Linked DNA regions of Gossypium hirsutum: region 2 is linked to region 1. Evidence: chromatin contacts called from public Hi-C data. All regions are on one chromosome and are shown on one strand. Each heading gives the region's core, a stretch centred on a gene start, on an enhancer-like site or on the middle of the called end of the contact. The rest is flanking DNA. Distances are from core to core; before and after follow the strand shown. Region 1 overlaps LOC121204555 (a long non-coding RNA gene). Region 2 holds the start of LOC107926891 (kinesin-like protein KIN-14I).

Region 1 (6,028 bases), core at 1,091-3,590:
CATTAAGTTATAGGCTTTTTCCAAGTCGATCTTAATAGCTATCCACTTTTTATGTATGCTCATCATAGAATGAATAACCTATTGGACCACAATAATATTATTCTTAATGTTCCTCCCAGCAATAAAACCAGCTTACTCTTTACCTACGATTCTTGATAAAACCACTTTAAACCTGTTAGCAATAATCTTCATAACCAGCTTGTAAAGAACTGAACACAAGCTTATTGGACGGAACTACGCACCCTTCGAGATTTTGGACCTTAGGGATAAGCACCAGAAGAGTATTATTAAGATCATTATCAATTGGCTCACCATAAAAAAATTTCTTAACCCAATTACAAATAGCTCCACCAACCAACTCCCATTGACTTTAAAAGAAAGGAGCGTGAAAACTATCGCTACCAAGTGCTTTTAGAGATGCCATGGCAAACATAGCCAATTTTATCTCTTCATCAGAAACAGTTCTCATCAAGAAAACCTCATCATCATATCTAAGCTTCAAAAAGGAGCTAGGGGGTAACGCTTTCGTACAAATTAGTACCTCCTCATACAAATTCTTAAAAAACCTAACAGTTTTAGTTTGGAACCACTCATCTTTAAAAATCCATTCACCCTCATCGTTATTTAAAGCAGAAATTTTACTACGATTCCTTCTCTGAACCGCGCAGAAGTGGAAAAATTTAGTATTCCTATCGCCAAACTATAACTAATCACACCTAGCTTTTTATTTTCAAAGAAGCTCATGAAGGACGTATTCCAACTCTTCCCGAATCTGAGTTTCCACCATATTTAAATTCACAGAAAAACATCTTTCTAGGGCTTTTGGACATTATATAACCTCTGCATCATATACTTCTTTCGGACTCTAGCTCTAGTAATACTATAAATAGAATTATTCCAAACTTTAATATATCGGTAAAACTATTCAGGGAATCAGTCATGTTACCTTTAAAACTTCACTTTTCTTTCACGAAATCTAAACAATTAGGATGCTCTACCCATCTAGCAATGAACTTGAAGGGATAACCTTTGGGCAAGATAAATTTTGGATTAAGTAACAAAAACAGAGGTCTGTGATCCGACTTGATTCTCGGGGGATGAATGACTGACCAATTCGGAAAAGTTCTTAACTGAGAATTATTTCCAATAGTTCTATCCAATCTTTCAAAAAGCCCACCACAATACCAAGTGAATGAAGACCCCTTGAAACCTAAATCCTGCAAGTTAGACACTTCAAGAAAATCATTAAAGAGATGGCATCCTTTCCCAACAGTTCACCCTCCTTTCTTTTCACTCGAATAAAAAAAAGCATTAAAATCACCAATAGCCATCCAAGGAGTATCATCTGTTGGAATGACAGAACAAAGTTCCACCCAAAGTTTCCTTATTTTCTGTCTATCAAGACTACCATACACAAAAACAATGATAATAGGTAAAACAGAATCAATTCTAAAAACTTGTATACAAATAAATTGAGAATTAATACATAAAACCTTAATGGAAAGTTGTTCCATCCATCTCACCCAGATGCCTCTAGAGAATCCAATAGCCTCTACCTTGTGAGAACATTGAAAACCCAAACAAAAAATAATCTTATCTGCTTTAAAACCACTTATTCTTGTTTCCAGCAAGCTAACAATATTAGGATTATACTCTCTGTTGTACTAACGAAAATAACGAATAAACTTTGGACTTATACATCCCTAGCAATTCCATGAAAAACCCGTTAAGTTCATAATAAATAAATAAATAAATAAAGAGACCAACTTACTAGTCTGAGCCCAAATGCTCAAGATTCTATACTCCTACCGAGGCTTCTGATCCTTTAATATTTTATTTGTCAAATTTATCATTAATAACCTCAATCAAGGTATTCATAGAATTAGACAATGTAACTCGAGCATTCCTAATGAACTTAAAACTATTCCCACAATTACGAATAGTCTTATCCAATTTTTTTCCATTACGGTTTCTTCCAACATTTTCAAAAGATCCATGACTTTTTGGACTACCCCCAACTTTAATATCACTTCCAATATTTTTTCTTTTATCAAAAGCAATCCTATTATTGAAAATGACAGCCGTATGTTTCACTGGGTCCAAGAATTTATCATCTAATTTAATCATAATCCTTTTCGAACATTCAAAAGTGGGATTGTCACGAGAAGTTGTTAAATTAGAATTAATTAATGAGTTAGCAATTTCAATCGAATCTGTACTGGAAAAATCCAATTGTTTACTAGCCCCAAAAATGTTTTCATTTAATTCTGTTTTAGTGCTCTGCCCACACGTTTCCAAGAAAGAGCCATCCCCATTAAATGTTTGGCCCTTAGACTGAGTGGACCCATCTATAAAGAGACTTTTCGATATTTATTGTGGACCACCTTTCCTAGTTTGTCAGATCACAAGGTCCTTAGCAATTTCCCATACAGCCCACAAGCTTAAGTCGACACTATCTCATTTTTACAGCCCATTATTGTTAACTATCGTGGCTTAACTCTTTGGGTTCACAATAGAAGCATTAATGCCTGCATCATTAACAAAAAAATAGGGATTTTTCTTGCTTAAAACCTGGCCCAAATTATCAATAACAAGCTCAACTGACCCATCTGTCTTATTATGAAAACTATTCAGTTCTGTCCCTTCAACATTCACACCTATTTTCTTCTTTCCCCAGAATTCGCACAGACACACCTTTAATATTTTTAATTTCCTTAACAGAACCCCCCAAAATCCTATCTTCCTTCCCTTCCCCTATTGAATCCAAATTCTCCTTCTATTCAACACCGAAAATCTCGACCCCAATCTAGATTTTCCTTGAATCTCTTTCCTCTGATTACGCGAGCTTTTCGTTTCACCACCATCCACGGTCGAAAAGCAAATCCCCAACCCGCAGTCATCAATTCCGCCAAGTCCTTGTTGCCATTGACTTCCTCGACCATAATACTCTTTTTAGCCACCAGCGAAGGGCATAAGTCTTTCAGATTACCATATTTTTCACAAAAAAAAAGTAGATGGTCAGTAAAGCTTCATACTCGACCATTTGTAGTTCTTTATTTACTATAACTTGGGATATAAGGGATTTACTGAGATCAACAAAAACAACCATTCTAGCAAAACCTCTTGTTTTTTTGTCAGTATTAAGGTCAAGCTTGACCACATTTCCCACAAAACCTCCAACAACTTCCAGAATTCTCCGTTTATACATGAAACCCGAGAGTCCTGGTAATCTAATCCAAGCTAACACCATACTCGGGTAAGGTTTCATAGGATTAAAATACTTTGTCCATGGCTGAACAATGAGGTATTGGCCATATATGACAAGGACCTTATTATAATCCTCAATACTCTGAAATTTTGCTAAGAAATAGCCATTCTCTATATCCATAAGATTGAACGACTTAGATGATCGCCATAAGCTACTAATCTGGTTGAACAGAGCTATGTAACCAATATTCCTACCCAACAATTTCAACGCCACTAAAGTCTCATATCCTTGAAAAGGACATGTTGAATACGTTTCGAAAATTCTATTGCCAGGATGCCATTAACCATAGTTTTTTTAACGTCCCCTTCCAAAAATTCAATTTCTCCCTCATTATCCTTACTAGCAAATTGATGCCTTTCACCTTGATTGGGATCCCCTTTTCCAATAAGCATCTACTTCCAAGAGATCTTTGCTGGTGAAACCAAGTCCTTTGATGGTGAGACTACATCCCCTATCATTTCGACATCCGCAATACTGTTGTCTTCCTTAAATCTGACTTTTTTTGTTTCCCGATCGACGGCTGACCTAGATTTAGAAACATTACCAATTTCTAGATAAGACATTTTCAGTCGTATTTACAATTTGCTCCATTGTTTTACCTTTTCTTAATCTTTTAAGAACTCAAATTTGCTTTATTGTTAAGTCGCGGGATTGCACCGCTAAATTTTTTTATGGGTAAAGATTAAATTATATTTTTTTAAAGGGGTTAAAATATAATTTCATCATTACATTAATATATTATTTCATAATGTTTAAAGGGATTACAAAAGAAATTTACCATCTTAAAATGTCAAGATGCAATTTAATCATTATATTAACTTAAAAATTCAAATTTTTAAATGCGCTAATTTTTTATATATCATTTTAGGTGGTCAAGGCCCTTTTGCCTTTTTGTATCGTCCTTGATTTCATTCTCTTATGTGTTAAAGCCCAAAAGACCAAAAAATCAACCCTAAACTAAAACCTTTATTTTTTGTTGAACCTGAAAGCAATCCCAACTTCATCTTATTATTATTATTATTGTTATTATCAACCAAGGTACTTTCTCTATCCTTTCATCCGTTACCATTTTTATTCTTTTCCTTATTTGTTATCATCAATTTAACTCAATGAAAAACACTCTAATTAGCTCGAGTATGACTCGTATTGCAACAATGGCGAAACTAATGGGGTTGGCAAGGGTTTCGATCTACCTTAAAATGAAATTTTTTTCATTTAGATTTTTTAAAATTTTTAAAATTTTAAATTAATAAAGGTAAAATTGTTCTTTGACCCTTAAAAATATAAAAAATTGATTTAATCCTCTAAAAATTATAAAGATATAGGCTATTAAAATGTTGAAATTGCATTTTTAATATCGTAAAAATTACAATTTAATTTCAACCCCCTAAAAATTTTCTAGTCTTGCCCCTACATGGTAATTAGAGGTGCTCGTGGGCCCCAGCCCAACAAAAAAATTAGGCCTGTTTCCTAGGCCCAGGCTTAGCCTAAAAATAGGCTTAAAATTTTGTCCAAGTTCGGCCCAGATAAAAATGTTAAAACTCAGGCTCGGCCCGCTCGTGTTAATTTTTTATATTATCTTTTATATAATATATATAATACATAAAAAATACTAGAAACATCAAAATAAATATTTCCCAACAAATTGAAAATAAATTTTCAAAAATATGCATACTTAAATAACACTAAGATAGATGTAACTTAACAAGCAAATGCCTTTAAAATAATAACAAAATTAATAATAAAACAAGTGTTATACAATATCCAAATAATAACAACAAATTAATAGTAACATAATAGTAAAATGGTAGCAAAATAAGGAGAAAACAAACAAGAAAATAGCAGTTTTTTTGTGCTTTTGGGAATTCGAGTTGGGCCCAAGCTAAAAATGTCTTACTCGAGGCCCAGTCCCTTTTTTAAAGCTGGCCTTAATTTTTTTGCCCAAATCCACTTTTCGGGCCTATATTTTTTGTGACACCTTAGATCTGACCCAATTAGAGGACTCGAATATAAAATGCCACCTTCAAATGCCGTAACAGCCTATTTTACTATTTCAATTTATTGAAATGGTAGTGCAGTGATAAAATTATTTTCTTTTAAAATTTGACAACATTTCTGCTTATTTTACGAAAAACCCCTAAAAAATTAGATTTCACATGGTTTATGACAGTTCTAAGGACACTAGAAGCATGCCAAAATCATCCATCCTAAGTCTAACCAATATGCCACAATTGGCACCTCAACACATTTTTAACATTACAAAATGATCACATTCATTTATCAATATGCATGCTTACATCGTTACAAAAGAGATAACTAAACAAAAGACCTTAAACTATCTAGGTACATGCCAAGACCAAAAAGAAACAGACCACCAACATTGAGTCCTGGATTGCCGTTGGATGTTGAACTGACAATCTAACAAAAAAGTACCTAATTTGTACACATAACATAAATTGGAGTCATTTACTAGATAACAAATTAAAAATATTCTTATGATCCGAAACCAAGTTATATTACAGAATAATCAACAAATCCAAGTTCCATTTAATGCCATTCATCAAACTCATTTCTATCCCTATTTCCATTCCATCTCTTTATTTTCCTTATTAACGTAACTCAACTTTAGTCACGAATACGGTTCCAATTAACACTCTAAATTTGGCACCCGGTGCCTGACGGATAAATCTGTATTAATTAATTGTGCCTAACATCGGGTAGTAAAATCGACAATGAGTGTGCCTAGCATTGGTCAGTATA
Region 2 (6,028 bases), core at 1,969-4,468, 170 kb after region 1:
GTATGTATTAATAGTTTGAAAGTATATTATTACATTATGTAATACTATATCACATACTGCAATAGTAATAAGTAATATTTTAATTATCATTATATATTATTGTTTATTATTATATTGGTTGAAATATGTTTTAAATCCATGTACTCTTTATACATTTGAAAGTTAACCCTACTACTATATTATATAATGTTATATCATAATGTATGATATATATATATATAATATTAATAGTTTATATATTTGCATTAATAAATAAATCTTATAATATTATGTAATACTATGCCGTTTTTTTAGAATCTATAATATGATATAATAATAGTTATATATATGTATTAAAGTTTTAATAATAGTTACATACAATATTATATAACAGTATATCATCTATTATAGCTAGTGATTGAAACAAACTTAACCGACCAAATCAAGCCAATTTAAACAAATTGGTTAATAAATTCGATTTTTATTTTGGACCAATTAATAGTATACATATACTATAATAGTAGTATATAATATATTAATTATTATATATTATTGTTTATCATTATACTAGTTGAAATATGTTTTAAGTCATTATACTCTTTGTATATTTGAAAGTTAGCCCTCCTATTATATTATATAATGTTTTATAATATCATGCAATATATGATATATTAATAGTTTATATATATACATCAATTGTTAAATATAATAGATTAATATATTAATAATTTATATATATGCATTAAGATCAGATTAGGCAATTGATTGATTTGATGTTGTCAGTTCGGTTTTGATTTTGAAATTCAAAACTGTTTAGATTAATTAACTAAATTTACACTTATTAAATGCAATATATATATTTAAGCCCAAACACAAACTCAAAGCCCAAGCCAATACCAAACAAACCCAAACTCAATGCCAATCAAACCCAAACCTAAGCCAATTTAAATTTTATACAAAACCCAACTACAATAAAAATAAACACATTCCAAATTAAAAATTAATATAAATATAAAAATATTAATAGAAACATTAAACATTAATAAAAAACCTAAAGGTAAAGCCTACCATCCTAAATCATTAAAATTAAATTTATTAGTAATGTTATTAGTATTGCATAATGAATCATGTCTAATCATTTGAGATAAGTATAACACCAATTATCATATTATTAAATTAATATATTATGTTATTATATATTTTATATTATTATCAAATTTAATTATATAAATTGAAAGAATTATTAATTTTATATATTTATACATATATAATTATAGTATTAAAAATATGTTATATTTCATTTTATAATCTAATAAAAAATTTTTAATATAAATGTGTAATGCACATTTTCATAAAATAAATAATAATAATTATTTTAAGTAATATAATGAATTATTAACGCCTTTTTATAATTTTTCAGTTATAAATTAGAAATTTTTTGAGTTTTGAGTCAAATTTATTTCAAGTTCGTGCTAAATCAATCTCTAATTCAAATTTTTATAGGCTTTCTCAAAATAGAATTTTATTAAGCTAAAATTTTTTCGGTCTCAAGCTTTTTATGTCTTATATTTTCTTAAACTCAAATTTTTTCGAGCTCAAATCTATTATGAATTCAAGATTTCTTCAACTCAAATTATTATGTGCTTGAATAGTACGGACCAACTTTCAAACTCGAGCTATTTCCGAAAATGAAACCAGTACTTACTAAACGAAAGAATCGAGATTGGAAACATACTTGTTCTAGATCAGATGCCTCGAATGTTGGAAGCCGCAATTCTTGGCCCGCTATCAAGAAATTCCTTACATTTTCAAAGTACTGAAATACTGACAATGCAGCTCCATCAGGAATGAGAGCTGCATCACATGGACTTTCCACCACCTAAAAACCAACCACCAAATTAATTACTGGTAATTAAAAGGAAAATCAATTTTAAAGAAAAAGTCTCAACCTTAGGCACAGCTCCAGGTTGAACTTTATTAAGAACATTGCATAGGATTATTCCACTCCTCAAACCAAGCCTAAATTCTTCCTCCGATGGCTCTGCCGGCAAATCTTTAGCCGCCACAACTCCGACCATCTTCCTTAGCCATCTAGCAGCTTCGTACCTCCTTGATGCTGCCATACAAAAGATCATCACATTCAAATTTTACTGACCAACAAAACACAATTCATCTCAATTTTGTTTTCTTTTGAAGAAAATGAAGTGGAGGGGATCAGAGGCTGGATTTAGAATAAGAAACCCATCATTTATCAACATTTTTCATGAAATTACATCGTTGTGACTGATTAAGGTTATAAAATGGAAAGAACGCATGTTTTGCAGTAGAAAATGAATCATCATTCAACAAAATCCAGATGATCATCACATTTTCTTTCTTTCTTTCTTTTTTTTTTGGGGGGGGGGGGTTCACTTTTTAAATTCCATATGTAAATTTATTAATGTCATTCAAAATTTACTCTTCTCACTAGCAAGGCATAATTCATCTCTATTTTGTTTTGAAAAGAAAATAAAAGCTGTAACATGATCAATGATCAGGAGGTTTTCCTTTTACTAATTCAAAGAAAGTAGGCATCAGAGACTGGAATTGGAATTAAAATATATACATTCCCACATTTTCCATGAAATTACATCACAGTGTTTGCACTTGAAAATTAATCATCATTCAACAAAATCCAGATTCTGCCATTAAAGGAGAAAAAAGAAAAGAAAAAGAGTACCAGTTAATTCAGCTTTTTTAGATTCCAAATCAAAATCCTTGGAGCGATTGCCATGTTCCGAGAAATCTTCCACAACTGAAGCAACTGAAAACGACAACGTTCTCTCTGCCGCCATTTTCTCTCCACAAATTATTCCCGGAAATTTCTTCTTTTTTTCTCTCACAACTCCACCATCCAAAAAAAAAAAATCCCCCAGATGATGAAAAAATGAGGTACCAAAAACAGAAGAATGAGATTAAAAAAAAAAGGGGGAAGTTTGGTGGGGGAAATAAATGGGAGTTGAAGTTTCCTTTATATGATATTAACACTGAACTTCGACAACACAAATCACATTCTCCGTTACCTTTTTTTTCTTTTGCTTTTGCTTTTCTGATTCTTTGTACAATGTACAAACCAAAGCTAACTCTGCTTTATAGTTTATAGTTGCATACATTTACACCACTTTGAATATATATATATATATATATTTCCTTCTCCCAAACCTACTATTACGCCAAACCTCTTTCCCAACCTCACCTCGTTAGAACTCAGAAGTGAACTCTGTTTTTGTTAAAATCTAAGGGTTATACTCGAAATGACGGTCAAGTAGTGATATTAAAATAAAAATTCGATTCGTTCGTTGAATTGAAAATTGAAGGATATAAACTGAATCATTTGTGATTTAGTAAAAAAATAAAAATAAAAATTAATGATTTAACTGATCAAATTATTTATAATTTTTTAAATATTTATTTAATTATTATTGAACCAACAGTTAAATTAATTGAAGTGAAAAAAAATAGTTTAATCAATTTATATGTTTTTTTTATAAAAAAAATTGGGTAAAATGAATTACAATATTGTTTAAAAATGATGAAGTGCCTAAAAACAGAAAAAGATATGGTTAATAATAGAGCAGCTCAAAACAAATTGAAATTACAGTTTGTTTCAACTAATGTTAAACCAACCCTTAATTAGTATCTTGTTTACCAAACAATGTGGTTACAAGAGTTGAATCTTTATTTATTTCTTTCTAACAAATCAATTACTTAGGAGAAAGACGGACCCCGCTGATCCCGACCGGTAGGTAACAGGCACCTTTTGGTTGTTGAAAATCTCAAAACGGTTACCAAATAGCATATCTTTGTGTCGTTTTGAGATCCGCTTTAGCTATAACGCTTCGGATATACGTGTTTGGACTTTATTCATCCTGAGGGTTAAGTAAGCCAAATGATGGATTTTTTTTAGTGTTGATAATATTTTGAATCTAAACTCCATTAAGAGCTCGAGTTCTTAAAAAGACGTTTATATAATTAATTATTGAAAATTTTAGAATCGTGTCTTGTAAACACGTCATTTTTTTAGGTTTTATTATTTCAGAGTTGGGAAACAAAACCTCTCACTAAGGAATGTGTGTGCACCTGTATAAGAGATAAAACTTAACGAGATATTGGCTTAATAGTAATGTTGAGATTTTGAGAACAAAATTTTTCAAGTTCGAGTCTAAACATCAATAAATACTATGCGTAGATTATCTTTTAAATTTATTCTATATTTAAATCTCATTATATGTAGGTGATATCCGTAATTATTCTAATTTTCAATTTGGTTACATTTATATTAAGTTGATTATAGTTATACTTATTTAAACATGTATTATTTGTGATTATAAAAGCTACAATTGAAATTGAATATTTTTTTTTCAATTAATATCTATATATTGGAAGTTCCTTTTTTTTTTATATGGATTTATGATTTATTGGTGACTGTTAGATTAAATCAAGTGGTTGAGATCTTAGAGAAAGTTATGACAAATTTAAGCTTCTCTTAACATTCATATGAAAAGGGATGTAGTTTATCAAATGCTGGCGGAGCGATCACGTTATAAAATTTAATGCCAATTATAGTCTATTAATTAACGAACAAGCATAAAGGTTTTTGTATAGTAGAAACACTTTCCAACCGAAAAAGTCTAATCTAATAAATTTTCTACCCAACATAAATATATATATAACACCACCTTAAATAATACGATAAATTTAAGGGTTAATTCCATAGAATGTCTTCAAACTATTGTTTAGATTTTAAATTAGTCCTTAAACTTCAAAACATTTTAATTGAATAATGTTAGTTTGGATTGAATGTGGAGCATATTTAAAATATGAGGATTAAATTGTAAATATATGAATACTTACTACATAGAGAACCAAAGGTAAAGTGATAAAGAATAGCAGAAAAAGATCATATTCAAATTGTTTGACTAGAAAAAGAAGGATTCAGATTTGATCTGTAAAGAAGAAATAAATAAATTTAGAAATAAAGAAAACAAAAACACTAAAAATTTTGAGAATAAAGAATAAATTTAAAAAATTTTTAAAAAAAAAGTGGAAGATGGAACGAGTAAATCTACAGATATGATGGATAGATAGATAAGTATCCAATTGAACCCTTTGAGATATAAACCCCAATAAACTCAATTAATGACTTTAATTAACCCTCTAAGAAATAATTTCTTGGCAAATTTAAGGATGAATAATGAATTTCAACGACTCCTTGAAGAAAATCGAGAAGAAAACTACTACTAAAAATCACAAGAAAAAAATCTTGCATAAAGAAACTAACTCCCAGAGTTGAAAAACTTATTAATGAAAAAAATTGTGCCTCTAATTAAAAATGAAGAGGCTTTTATATAGAGTAGCTAAGCACATCCAAATAGAATTCATAATTATACTGAAACTCTAATTAATCTAAATAACTAGTTTTAAACTAGACTTTATTGTTTGACTAAGAAACATAAAGCTCCAAAATAACTTAAAATACTTAAAAAATCTCCAAAATTTAGATTAAATAAATAATAAAATAATAATACCTAATAAATAGAATATTAGAGTTATATGAAATAAAAATCAAGCCTAATATGATTTGAACTCGAACTAAAAGCTAACTCGTAATTGTTGTAATAATCCCGTCCAGAAATATTGTTTGCATAGTCTTCATTAAAACAATTATAACTTGAGTTCCTAAACTCGAAATCAAGTGATACAAAATGCGTTTTAAATATAAGAGATAGATCTTCAAACACTATGAGACATATCAACCCAGAAATGCTTGGATCATTTTAAAAAATTCACTGCAAGTTGATTGATTGTAACATGGCTAGGCGAGTGGGCTTGATTGGGGTCCTTGAAGTGCAACACCTAAGCTTGTTGACATTTTCCACATGGGTTTTTCGTCATGGATTAAGATTGTAAGTCTACAAACAAAATCGGTCCCTCCTAATACATCCTCGTTCGGTATTGAACTCCACAGTCCATCGTCTTGAAACATCAACTCTTCTCAAAATTTCTTTTT

What was found. Hi-C and Micro-C count contacts between places; a contact is called where the count stands out from the background.
Region 2: a contact with region 1 is called in a Hi-C map of leaf, with 2.6 times the contacts expected there. The contact joins the promoter of LOC107926891 here to the enhancer-like site in region 1. A contact is called at or near these places in 8 of 34 Hi-C or Micro-C datasets (hypocotyl, leaf and seedling).

Annotation. Positions count from the first base shown.
Region 1 is chrA08:94,441,516-94,447,543 of Gossypium_hirsutum_v2.1, forward strand. It overlaps LOC121204555 (a long non-coding RNA gene), which reads right to left. Exons shown (of 3, transcript XR_005899602.1): 3 at 5,414-5,701. Among protein-coding and RNA genes, the nearest start is that of LOC121204555, 3.9 kb to the right of the region's middle. Within about 2 kb of position 2,341, at least 8 of the 9 cell types and tissues checked have an H3K27ac peak or open chromatin away from gene starts, as enhancers often do. A contact at or near this core is called in hypocotyl and leaf, where this site is marked.
Region 2 is chrA08:94,613,634-94,619,661 of Gossypium_hirsutum_v2.1, forward strand. It overlaps LOC107926891 (kinesin-like protein KIN-14I), which reads right to left and starts at 3,219. Exons shown (of 18, transcript XM_041074571.1): 1 at 2,699-3,219; 2 at 1,929-2,095; 3 at 1,715-1,858. The coding sequence starts at 2,813.